Regions from separate parts of the Rattus norvegicus genome. Here region 1 is linked to region 2. The links are chromatin contacts, called in public Hi-C maps. All regions are on one chromosome and are shown on one strand. The core of a region is the stretch at or near the end of the contact, and the rest is flanking DNA. Distances in the headings are between cores, read along the strand shown.

What was found. A called contact is a pair of places that touch in the nucleus more often than the background predicts.
Region 1: a Hi-C map of kidney shows a contact between it and region 2, with 2.3 times the contacts expected there. The contact joins the promoter of Cxcr4 here to the promoter of Dars1 in region 2. A contact is called at or near these places in 5 of 12 Hi-C or Micro-C datasets (Schwann cells, hepatocytes, kidney and 2 more) and 1 of 1 datasets of contacts at active chromatin or transcription factors (oligodendrocytes).

The regions. Positions count from the first base shown.
Region 1 is chr13:42,632,709-42,639,597 of GRCr8, forward strand. It overlaps Cxcr4 (C-X-C motif chemokine receptor 4), which reads right to left and starts at 1,580. Exons shown (of 2, transcript NM_022205.3): 1 at 1,500-1,580. The coding sequence starts at 1,505. LOC134481488 (a long non-coding RNA gene) reads right to left here. Exons shown (of 2, transcript XR_010056993.1): 2 at 5,432-5,576.
Region 2 is chr13:42,462,380-42,468,746 of GRCr8, forward strand. Dars1 (aspartyl-tRNA synthetase 1) reads right to left here and starts at 3,088. Exons shown (of 16, transcript NM_053799.3): 1 at 2,898-3,088; 2 at 1,022-1,079. The coding sequence starts at 2,963.

The DNA of each region.
Region 1 (6,889 bases), core at 330-2,829, 170 kb after region 2:
GCAGGATAATGCGAAGGTCTTTGGGGGTTTAGGGTCATCAGAGTGTTAGAGATGAGCAAACAGCACTCTCCTACTACATCCCACACCCGGCGCTTCTCTGGAAGGTGGGTCTCTCTTGCTAACCCCATGTTTATCACTGGGTGTATCTGGGACGTTAGAGTCACACTGTCCTGGGTGGGGAAAGTCACGGGGTCTGCACCCCGTGGTTTTTCGCCCCAAGTTTCACTTCCTCACTTTTCCGGTCGCTTCCCATCCTGCAGCGACCCAGTTAGCTACTGGGGTCCGAGGTAGACAGCTGGAGGGGTCCAGACCATGCGCACCCTGAAGTCCGAATCACCCACCTCGGGGCTGGCACCGTCGCCCACCACACCCAGGCCTGCGACCAACCCGCAGCGGTTCCAGGGGTTCCTCCTGGCTGCGCGCCAGGATCGTCCCTCCGGGTGCGAGCGACAGATTGGGCGGCTCCAGCGTGAGCGCCTTTGAATTGCGCGCCGCTGGAGGAAACGAAAAAAAAAAATCACCAAACAACAAAACCCTCCCTAAGCGAGGGGGTTTCAAAAGGCTCAGGAAACCACCGACGGTTAAACACTGGGGCTCAGTCAAACTGTCTCCAAGTTTGCACCTGTTCATCCCTGCGGCGACCCGGCACAACCCAGGTGCGGTCCCAACACGCCCTCCTGTCCCCAACCGCGGTCAAGCCTGGCACACCTCCTGCCCAGCAGCTTCTCGGTACAGACTTAGGACCCTTTCTCATGAACGATCTTAAAGGGAACTAAGACCTCGGGAGGCTCGTATGCCACTGCGGAGAAGAGGCGGGTCAGACTCCAGCAAAGCGCTCAAAGCGCTGCTACTCCATCCCAAAGCGGCCACGATCGGTCACCTCTCCACGGCTGCCGCAGTTTGTGATCCCCTAGGCTAGCGATGCTGCAGGCTAGCTCAGTTTTCCCGCCGACAACGGGCACTCCTCAGTCTACAGCATGGAATTTCAGAAGCGCACTCCTAACTCCAAGAACAGCTCCAAGACGCTTCGGTTCGAAGCTAACCCAGGATGTTGTGCCTACGCGTGCCGACTAAAGTCTCTAAATTCACACAATGTAAGAAACTCAAAGAAACCCCTGTTCCCAGAGGGACCAGACGATGGTCTGAGTCCTGAGGCTGAGGGCAAACCCTTCTCCTCCTGTGTTCAAAAAGAATTGGGACGTTTGCAAGCAGCGTGCAAGCCAGCGCGCGCCGCGGGACTCAAGGGGGAGAGAGACAAGAGCAACCTCAGGAAAGCTCCATCTGAACCTGTCCCCCTTAACTTAATGAGAAAAATATTCCTATCTTCCTCCCCCTATAGCTATGCTCACATACATTAAAAAAATTAAGTTCCCGCTCCCCTTCTTTGTGACTCTGACACCCCTTAAGGTTCTAGTCGCTCCAAGCCGCTCCAAGAGGGGCTGCGCTCTAAGTTCGCACGTTTGCACGTTTACTACAAAGTAGGATGCAAGTGGACTTACTTCCATGGCAATGCTCGCTCTCCAGCCCTGGTAGCTACCGGAGCACCAAACGCCTCAGAGGGTCACTGCTACCTGCTGCACCAGGCAACAAAATTGAAGTTTCTGGCCCGAACCGGACTTTTATAAAAACACGCTCGCGGGGCGGCGCATGCGCAGCTCGGAGGGGCGGGAGGAGACTGACGGGGGCGGGGCGCACAAACAGAAGTCGGAGAGCGGCTTCTGTTGTGTTTTAAGTCAGTGTGGGTCTAGAGCCTGGCGGGATAAGATCTCAAAGTTAGGGAAAGCAGGATCCCAGCCAGGGAGGTTCTGCGGGTCTCGCATCCATCCTTACCCACGTGGATAGAATTCTAGACCTGGAGTTTAGGGGTCTGGAGGCCTTGAGACTTAGACTGGGGAGGGGGTGTGTGTGACATGGAGCCAGCCTAACCAGTAGGCGGCAATGTTGGCAGCTCTGCCAGGGTTCCAGACTCTGAGCTGTCAGGAGCGATTACTACCAAAGTTCATCCAAGCAAGTGTGTGTTACTGCATATTCACAATAATGACATCAGGGTCAAGTGCGGCAGAAAGCACTTGCAGACCCATCCAAAAGTATACTCCCAGGAAGAAAGTCACAATAGTGGAAACCACTTCGTGAAGAGGTGTGTGTGTGTGTGTGTGTGTGTGTGTGTGTGTTTGTGTGTGTGTGTGTAAAATGATTAAAATGCGCTTTATTATAAAGAAGATTTTAGCGGCGAGGGCTTTGTGCAATCACATCCTAAGAAGTCTGCACAGAAACACTGGTTCATTTTCACTTCATAAGCACACAGGGATGCATCTGGTTAACAGATAATTACAGAGTCCCAGCTTTGGGCCACGAGCCGTTCTAGGAGCTGGCAAGCTAGCCGCGATCCATGCGCAGTCAGTGGGCGCTCCACGAGCTCCAAGAGACTAAATGGAGCAGCCTGGGACTGCGAGCCTAGCCTGAGCCCAAAGCTTTCGCTTCACGCCTCTCTCGTGTCTCCCACGCAGAACACTAAGATGGGAAGTCTTAGCGAAGAGCTAGTTAGGCCGGGTTGGGGGCGTGGATGGCTAGGAAGTCTCAGACAGGCTGGGGTTGCAGTGGGCGCCCAGACATCTTCCCAGACCCGCGCCAGATCAGACCGGCGCCGAGCCTGGGTAAGGCGGGGAGGGAAAAAAGGTGGGGCCAGAATCAGTCAGACCTCCAGCCAGTGACCGCGGGATCCAATGCCGGGGGCATTGGGGGTGGTAAAGAGACATCCGGCAGCAGGAGCCTGTGTTGCTATGCAACCCAGATACCGCCCCCACTCCCTCCTGGAATGGTCCTAAGGATGGGCAGGCCCAGACTGCGCCCTGAACTCCCTATCTGCCTCACTTCTCATTCGCTTCTTTCGGTTTGAGGCAGGTTTTTTTTTTTTTTTTTTTTTTTTTTTGTAGTACAGGCTGGCCTCTGCCTCAGTACATAAAGATGACCATGAACTTCTGATGATCCCGTTTGTCACCTGCCTAGTGCTGGGATTACAGTTGTGTGCCACCACGCCCAGTTTTCCTGCTGACATGGCTTGAACCCAAGCTTTGTGTAGGCTAGGCAAGCAGTCTACTAACTGAACTACAGTACATTTGCACCCGCTTTTTTATCTAATGAAGGTTTTAGGGTAGAGGGGCTGGGGAGTTGGTTCGCAGCCTGGGAATTCTTTCCCCACAGGTTATACGAGATGTAGGGCATGGGCACATTCCCTCAAAGTGTGCCTGTCAAAATCCTCTTCTGCCTTGCACTTTATGTGATCCAGGAAAGCTAGTGTTGAAATGAGGATGTACGACCCTCAAAAACTGTTACGTTAAGAGCCAAGAATGTCCACAGCACTTTTACACTTGATCTTAGCCAAAAGGCCGAGAAGCGATAGCACTTTTAATTATATCAAATCATTGATAAAATTTAGGCTCATATTTCCATAAACTAGTTAGGACAGACAGAAGAGTCGTTGGACTGGAACGTCAGACCTGTTAAAGGGAGTGCTGGTGTTCAGGTAGCTTGACTGAAGCAGGATTGTGAGCTGTGTCCCTCGAACAGAAGCTCCAAACTCCTGCATTCCCAAAGGCTAAAACGGGAGAAGGGGAATCTTCCAAACCTGTCCCTGAACGACAGAGAGTACAATCGGAATGAAATGATTTGCATAATTAATATTTGTTGATTGTTGGCGGACAAAAGAAAGCTTCCTTCCATGGTCTGCACATGCCTTTTTAGCTTCTGTGAAGTCTATTTGCTGGAAGAAGCAGATAAAACGACAATGAAATGCTATTTGGTGACTATAGAATTAGAAGAAAAAAAAGAGGGGATTTTTTTTCCCTTCAAAGATAATATTTGGCTTTTGGATTGGAAGAGACCAGCTGTCCCTCAATTGTCACTGGCAGGAGTGTGTGTGTGTGTGTGTGTGTGTGTGTGTGTGTGTGTGTGTGTTTAGAGAAATAGAGACAGAGAAACAGACAGAGAAACAGAGACAGAGACAGAGAGACAGAGAGCACGCGTGTATGTTTGAGTAGCTTCAGAGAAAAGTATCTTGTATGCAGCCAGAACCTTTTGAGATTAGTATTTCCACCTTTCATGACGTAGCCCCAGGAAATTGCAGTTATCTACAAAGCTCTTCATGGGGATATTGTTAACAATAACACAATGGTGTCAGTCACAGAATAGTTAATAAGAGCCGAGTAGCCCTCAGTGTCCACCATGAGCAGACTAGTCGAGATGGTTTAGTATGTCTGTGAATGAAATGAATATGGAGGTTGTAAATGTTTGTGAAGAATTATTAAAAGTGTAGGGAAATACTTATGAAAAAAAAACTGCACAGGGTGAGAACGAAATGGTGTTAGTCTATGATCTCAGTTGTGCCTAGATAAGCCTTAGAGGACTAGCGGTATAGTAGGGTGTTTGCTTGCCTAGCATGCTGGAAGCTCTTACATCACTCCGCTGGCCGGCTGTGGGCCATGGGCTTCATGTATCCCAGTCTGGCTTCAAACTACTGTAGAGCTGAGTTCAACTTTGAATCTCTGGTCCTCCTGTCTCCAGCTAGAACTACAGGTATGCGACACCATGCCCAGTTTATATGGTGCTAGAATTGAACTCAGGGTTATGTACACGTGAGACGGGCGGTCTACCTATTCAGTTGCGGCCCCAGCTTTGTGACGTACTTCGGAAAAAACGTAGCAAACCCAAATATCTACTGAGAGCTTGTTCTGTGCATCGGACCTTGGATAAGCCTCTCCATAGTTCAACCAGGCAGGTTTCCTCAACTGTTTTCCAAGATAAAGAAGCTGAAGTCTGGTGAGGGGGAGGAGCTAGCTTCTCTCCTTGTATTCTCATAAGGACGCGTGCCCACCTTAGTCTGCCTGGCTGCAGAGCCCAGCCTCTCTCCACTCCATCACAACGACTGTCTTTTTCTGGCCATTGCAATTCACCCTCTGAGTGCTTCTTCCTGCACAAGGGCTTTTGCCATTTACTTATGCACTGCTTTGAGTGACATCTCTTGTGATGCAACTATTTTTTTTTAAAGCAAATGTGTCTTACTCCTCTTCCCTAAATAATCCAAGCTCCTTAAAGTCCAGATAGCAGTTTTCCACCTAGCCCCCTGCTGAGCACGCCAAGCTCCTTAGTTGTTTACTGAACCTTCATTTAAAGAATTAACCACTTTCCCCTGTGGCTCTGGTGACAAAGGCCAGGCTTATGAGCTGTCAGGGTTTTGGCAGTGTCCCCAAGTTCTCAGGATGGCTTTAGCCCAGGGAATAACTAGCTCTGGCCACAGTTTGTGGGGGATGCTTACAAAGCCAGCGGCACAGTGGCAAGCATTCTGCTCCCTCCTGTTGCTTGCTCTGCAAAGGGTTGACTTTGCCAGACCCTGTGTGTGACAGAAAGCTCTGCTCTGTCCCAAACAGGCTCCAAGTTAGTCGGGGAGGAGGTTTATTATGCACAGTTCTTTTTGTTGATGGTCCACGGCAGGAGGCATGGGCATTAAAGGCCTTCTGAATATGAAGGGTTCAGAGATGATTTAGTGCTTGCTTCGTGGAACCCAATCTCCCAGAATCCATCTAAAAGAAAGAAAGAAGAAAGAAAGAAAGTCAGGTGAGGTGACACTCATAGTCCCACCAATGGAGAGATCAAGACAGGCAAACTCTGGGGCTTGCTGGTGAGGCCAAGGAGAGGCTGTCTCTAAAACCAAAGCAGACACAGTACAGCAACACAGATACCAATTCCCTTCTTAAACCCTGACCTGCTCAAGTGAGCTTACACAAACATGCACGCACACACGTACCCACATGACTGAGGAAGAATATAAAGGATTCTCTTGTCCTCTTTTGCAGTGTGGAGTGGGGATGGAATCCAGGGCTTTATATGTGTGAGGCAAGGGTTCTACCAGCTGAGGTACATCCCATCGAGTCCTTTGGTTTTGGTTTTAAAAGGGAAAAAAAACCCAGACTTTTTTTTTCCTTTTATGATTGAAGGATAAAATAAAAAAGATGGAGTTAATGTTTTCCCAAATGAGGAGAGAGAGGGTGGCAGGAGACTGCTTTCCAAGGGGTGAGTAATCCTGGCAGAGGGCTGAATTGCAGAGACAGGGTTATCAAATGTCAAGTAGGGAAAATCACGCTCTCCCAGATCCCGGGCCGGGTGTCTGAGTGTCTGCCTTCAACACTTAACAGGTGAAAATGATTTCGGCAAATAACCGGCAGCCTTCCACCTTGCAGTCCTATACCAGCTTATTACTGGTTCTGAGAGGCACTTTTACTTTGTTTAACCCGGTTATCTGAAAAGTCTCCGTCCACCCTCCATCCCCCCCCCCCCCACTAAAATGGGATTAGGAGCGGATTCCCATCAAAGTTTTGTAGCAGGACCAAATTTCCTATCTGAAGAAAGTCGGCTAGACCGGTGCATAAACAGAGACAGTTTAGAATCACCCTGGTAAGTTGGCTGAACAAAAGGCCACCCGATTAGCAATGCAATAACCATTACTTGACTAATCCTCGGGCCAGAAGGGAGAATTGTTCTGCAAGTTTCTTGGGCTCACATGGCAGGCGCTGTGTGGCTTTGTGACTGTGAGGCCCAGCAACCAACAAGACTCAAAAGTGAGGTGACAAACTGGGAAGGAGGGCAGGACTTTCGGAAATAATTGAGGGAGCAGATTCTGTTCTCCATGGAAAAGGCTTGTTTTCGTTTTCCTTAACCTAGTAATTTATTGCTGGTGGCCCCGGGCAGCTGGGGAACAAGAGGAAGTGCCTAGAGCCCCCGTGGACAGTGGATTTCTAAAGAGAACCCAGCGAACTCTGGCAGAGCTGCAGTGCTCCTAGAAATGGGGTCACGCGATCACCCCACAGATGGGCTTTGAGTCTATCAAGAGTAATCT
Region 2 (6,367 bases), core at 1,838-4,337:
TACCTCACCTGCCTGGGCCAAAGCTAACAGGATGATTTGTGTCCATGCTGTAAAAACAGCCACCAGATGTAAATAGGCAAGCTACAAGGATCTCTGACAGGCCCGGATAATCGTGGTATCTCATTCCTTGGAACTAGTAACCCAGTGAAGCATTTACTAAAACTAATATATAAATGCTGGGGAAAGCCTCTTGAAATTTCCTACCTCAGGCTGAGATGGTATAGCCTCTCTAGTCTCTAATCCAGCAGGCTCTCAACCTGTTGGTTAAGACAGCTTTGGGAATTATGACCCTTTCCCAGGCCTCTACTTTATCTAAATACACTAGTTAGTCTCATAAGGCAAAGATGCTACTGTAGCGAAATGTGGTTCTCAAGGCCAAAGGCAAAGGAAACGAAAGAGGAATACTGTCAGTAGACTATGTACTAAGCGGACTTCTGCTGCGTCCACTGTGCAAATCCGGACGCACACACTGTGCAGGAGAGAAGACAGAGCAGCCTAAGGGTGTAAAAGAGAGATATGGCAGAGAAGTAGTGGCACTTGACTTTAATCCCAGCACTCAAGAGGCAGAGACAGGTGGATATCTTTGAGTTTGAGACCAGCTTGGTCTACAAAGCAAATTCCAGGACAGCCAGGGCTACAGAGACCCTATTTCAACAAACAAACCATAAATTTAAAAAGTAGATCTGGTTGGAGTGGTGGGGCATGCTGGTTAAATTAGCACTCAGAGGTATACAGGGCAAGTTCAGAAACTATAGGTCATTCTCAGCCACAGAGAGTTTAGGACCAACCTGGGTAATTATAATTTACAAGACTGTGTCTCCAAAAAGAAAAATTCTTTTCCAGATTAAGACCCGCTGGCTAAAAATGTTTTCAGAGTGTAAAGAATGAATGTCATTTAAACTTTTAAATGTCATCAATGAATGACATTTAAACTTTTCAAAGTTATTCCTTTGTAGTTATACTTTTAGTCAATCCTATTTTAAACTTCATGTTGTCCTAGAATTAAAAAGAAAATACTAACCTGGTTTTTCTTGTGATTGTATCATAGAGGATACCCCATATCTCTCTTTAGCATAATCCTAGAAAAAAAAAGATTTTTTGTAATATGACTTTTAATTTAAATACATAAATAAAAGCACCTAGAACTACAAATTTGTATTAATTTCCAAAAATATATTAAACTCAGCCATTTTAAAATATGTAAATGTATTCACTTATGTATGCGCTTACTGCAAACAGAAAAGCACCCAGTTTATGGTTATATATTTATTATATATACATATATGCATAGATGTATCATGCATAATAGTACTCCCAGGTATAATTTACACATGCATAAAATGCATCTTAACTACCTTATTCCAAAGGGAGATTAATCTACTTCAAAGAAGATATAAATTTCCCCAGTGAAGGGAGTAAGATGAAGTCCTACAGTTTTATTAACTTCCTATTACAGGAAGAGATGTTCAAAGAGAACCAATGCTTTGGGTAAGGTTTCTGAGCACCAGATGTTCAGTTCTTAGAAATTGGAGCTGCTTGATACACGCTGACTACAACTTTCCTTTTGTAAAACATGATCAGAAAATTCACCTGCTTCCTATTTCTAGAACCCAGCCTCATAATAACAGATTACATGAGTTAGAGAATGGCAATATTATCAAATTTCACGTAGTAAGTTAGGAACGGCAGCTGAAGTGCAGGCTATGAACTACACTTATTAGTTAGGCAGTCTTTCATTTTATCTTTCTTTACCTCGACAGTGATCTTAAGTCCCTTCCATGTATTTACAGAACTCTATTATGTCTACCGTATACTGTACCTTATACCTATTCTACTTACAAGGATGTGTTGATAATTTATACGACTAGACATACCAACACACAAAAATAATTTCTTAGGTTTTTGCAAGGTAGTTTTGAAAGACGTATGGAACAGTTTCTGTCTTTCTACATTCTCTTATCGAAATTCTCTCTTCAATACGAGAAACTTTTTCAAGCACGCCGAAATAAAACATGTTACGGGGCTTTTACCAAGCAATCACTTCTGAATATTAATAAAATACTTTTGCATAGAGTAAAGGGGCCACAGTAGAAAGACAGTCACATAGTGACATGTGCCACAAATAGGTGTGAACCAAAAGGGGGAAAAAAAGAAAAAAGTGTTACCGTTTCTATTTAGTAATTCACACTTCGGCAGAACTAAATATTAACTTATTATTCTGAGTTATGCTACAGTTACCAAATGCTGAGTTCTTCCATCAAAAACTTAGGGGCCAGGCACAGAATAAGGCCTAAGTATTACTACCTAATTTGGAGGATTTCAAACTTTGACTTCTGGAAAGTGCTAAAGGGATCACTGAGGGTTATCTCTGGGAACTACATTACCTACCCCACAGGGTCACTGAGAAAGGAAACCGAGATAACACGTGTTCGCAGCTGTCACAAGGAAAAGTCATTAAATACACGGGCAGCCAGTGTTGCAAAGGGTTGTCATTACTTGCCAGAACATTATGAGGGTTAAGAGGATATCGACTAGTGCTTTATCAAAAATTTCCGGGGACTGGGGTGGTGTGTTACGTGCAAGACGTGCTAACCTAGAAAGGCTCGTGTGACCCTAGCTGCAGCTACTTCCGGGTCAGTGAGCGCCACACGTTTCCCCGATCCCTCTACCCTCCCGGGAGCGCGTTTCTTCTAGGCCACGGTTCCAAGAGTAGCAGTCCCAAGTAGTTCGGGCCGCGCGCCCACACATGGCCCTGAGATCCTTGGGAGTATTGGCTTGCGGCGACACCTCACGCCGTGGCCTGCGCAAAGTGCCGACAGGAGCTCCCGAAGCAGCGCCCCGATCGCCCCACTCCCTCCCTCAGCGCGCTCCCCGACCCGGGGAAGGAGGAAACCCACTTCCGCCGCGTCCACGATCTCCCGCGGCTTCTCCTGACCCTTACGGCTGGCGTTGGCGCTGGGCATCAGGACACTGGATTGGGGGAGTGGATACCACCCTCCCTCGCAGGCTTCCGTAGGACAGGCTAAAAAACGTCTCCCTCCCGCAGGCTGGCCCTCCCAGTCCTTGTTTTAAGCCCCCAGACTCCGCGTGGAACCTCGGCTAGAAATATCGCGAGAGCTGCAGTCGAGCTCTCGCGCGCTGTCGCCAGCCCCTCCCTCTGCCCCGCCCACGGGAGCAATGGGAGTTTCCCAGAAGTGGGTGTGGTCTCGTGGGGTGGGCTCCGAGGTACCTTTCCTGTGGAGCCTCTTGACCTACCTACCTGCCCGGTTGCTCTAACTTCATTCCCGTTAATTGTCTTCCCCAAGTTCCCAAAGTCCCTCTTTTTTTTTTTTCTTTTTTAAGCTTAATTTTAATTAATTTAAAGATAGGGTCTGTATAGCACTGTCTGGTCCGGAACTCCCAAGTATCCTCCTGCCTCTGCTCCCTGAGAGCTGGGAATAAGAGTGTGAAATAGCACGAGCTTGCTTATTTGTTTGTTTGTTTGTTTAGAGACGGGGGTGGTGGTGGTGGTGGGTATCACTGTTTCACCCTCCCTTACAAACAACTTGTCAAAACATCCTGCAAGCAGGATGAAATCCCAGGCCGGGATTTCTGCTTTTGGAATGAATGACTTCACTGACCTTTGGGCCAGAGGAAGCCTCTGGGCAACCTGCTCCTCTCTGTGGGAACGCAGGATGCTGTGTTATAGGTAGGTAGGTTCCAGATGGAGTACTCTTGTAAAAAGAATTAACCTACGGGTTTTCCTTTGGCAATGCAAAATGTTGGTTGGGTGCGTCTTCGCTAAATTAGACTTTTAAAAAATGCTGTTGGTTTTGTTGAATGTAGACTTTGGTAATGCAGGACTGCAATTACAGCACTCAGGAAGCAGGGGTACAAGAGTGAGGCCAGCTTTGTTTGCATACATACTTCTTACTCTGCTGGACATCAGGTTTTAGCTGTCTTTGTCACAGTTCGGCCATCTGAAGTGTCTTTACTTGGCATTAAATGTCATGGTCAATACTCGTTAACAGGCTATAAGTGGACTCCCCTCCACAGCCCCACCTCATCCCCTCAAATGAAAGATCTCCAAGAACAACTTTACTTAGGTCTTGGCTATGGAGAATGTAATTTACTGTGTAATTATATGGGAAAATATGGTCCAAGTAACTGACCGATGATTGATTATAAATACCTGCTTTGTGCTAAGCACTATATAAGCCATTGGCAATAAAATGATTACTGATGGTTCATGTTCCTAACTCTGTCTGGGAACCCGAGCTGACCTTCTGTCTTGATGCAGGCTGACTCCCTAGAAGAGACACATTTTAATAGTCTACTCCCGTTTGCTCAAAACCGAAGAATGTACTCATTCCTTAGGGAATGATATTGAATACTTACGGTCAGTAACACATTCCATTATACTCAAGGGATTCCAATGAAGAAAGCATCTGTGAACTTGCTTTTTTTTTTTTTAAAAGAAGTATTTATTCTCTTAGGCTTAGTACTAATGTATGTGAACTGATCGACAAAAGTCAACATGTAAATTCTGTTGTCATTTGGTAGGGTGAGATTGTTATATTTCAGTGTGTCCACAAGACTACTTTCTTTTTTTTTTTTTTTTTTTTTTTTTGTTCTTTTTTTTTTCCGGAGCTGGGGACCGAACCCAGGGCCTTGCGCTTCCTAGGCAAGCGCTCTACCACTGAGCTAAATCCCCAGCCCCCACAAGACTACTTCCTGTGTCTTGTTTTCCTGCATCCTTCTTACTGTGGCCCCTTTGCTTTGATAAGACATTTTTTATTTAGATTGTACCTTTGGAGTAGTGATATAAAAATGTGTATGAAATATAAACTATGACTTTCTCTATCAGATACTGTAAACTTGTGTTTAGGATCAGGAATTCAAATCTTTTTATCTCCCCTTCTTTGCAAGACTTAGGAAAATGTTGCAGTCCTCCCCACCCAGTAATACCTTTGTTTACACAAAGGCACCATGCTCTAGTCTAGGAATTCGATGGCCTGGAACAGTGACCCTTTTTCCTTTAAGCAGTGACTCCCTTCCTCCTTTTTCCATTTCCTGTGCACTGTTCTTTTCAGACTAACCAACCTAATAAGATTGTGAGGTCAGACCCCAGTCAATGGGGGAAAAGACACAGTTGAGTTAAAATAAAAACCAAATGTACTTCCTGCGTTGGGATGATTGCTCTTCAGAGCACATCCTCTTGATCAAGGGTCAAGTTTACCTCGTCCAGATACTTCAGTTGGCATGGTGGTTTCTTTGTTTGTGACCCTGAACTTAGTTCTAACAATACGTGCTCTTGTTTTCTCGGCTAACAGAAGAAAAGCATTTGCTACATCAATGGCCACACGCTATACTCCTGAGGTCTCCCAAGTGTCAGTTGTTGGGGTTTCTCAGCGGAAGAGTACCTTGGCAGATCAGGGGCAAGGAGTGCCATAAAGTCACAACCTCACTCGGGATTTACCGGGGGTTGGGGGGGTACAGAGATTGTCTTTGAGCAAGGATGGAGGAGAAAGAGAGCAGGTCGAGAAGACACAGGCTTTATGAAGGGGTGTAGTGCATGTGTGCAGGGAGACTGTGCCACCCATGATGACTGTAGGAATGAGTTGCATTTGGTGGCTGTTGAGATGACATGACTGCCGGCCCGGAGTTACTGAAGGCATGCAGGGGTAGCGAAGACCTGGCTCTGGAACGCAGACAGTTCTTGGTTTTCTAACATTCCTCTCTCTCATTTATTATAAAAGGTGAGAAAATAGGAAGGGGTGACAGGTGAGGTAGAAATGGGGACACCGTGTTCTTTCGATTGCTTCCTGTTTTCTGGAATGGCAACATCTTTGGAGCACTGTTGATCCCCACCATCAAGACACATTCAGTAGTCATAAATCTCTGGCTCTTTGGTTAGGGGTTGGCGTTCCTGTAAAGGATTACTGAGATTTTGAATCTGTCGTTGGAGAAAGTAAAGGTTGAGAAAGGAGGGTACAGTTAGTAAAAGCAGGAAAACAAGAAGGGGGAGGGTCAGGAAGGGCAGTGTTCACTTCCATATGGGGCCCTCAAAGGCCCAGGGGCTGGAGGTTTTCAGAGGTCTGTTTGAAGTTGTTGGGTTTTTTTTTTTTTTACAATACTGGATTGACTGACGTAGAAGCAGTATACCTCTTGGAGGTATAGGCAAAGGCCACTTTTTCAGCTGTACAAAATCTACTTCCTGTCCATTTTGGAGCACGATTGCTGCCCAGGAGTCAAGTTGTCCTTGTATGGTTTGGGCCAGTTGTTGGAGGCCTTGGATGAACTGGGAACATAACTGAAGATACTTGCCAGCAGGGTCAGGATTTGAATGGGCCTTTTATTATGTTGGGCAGCCATTGAGTCCACAACC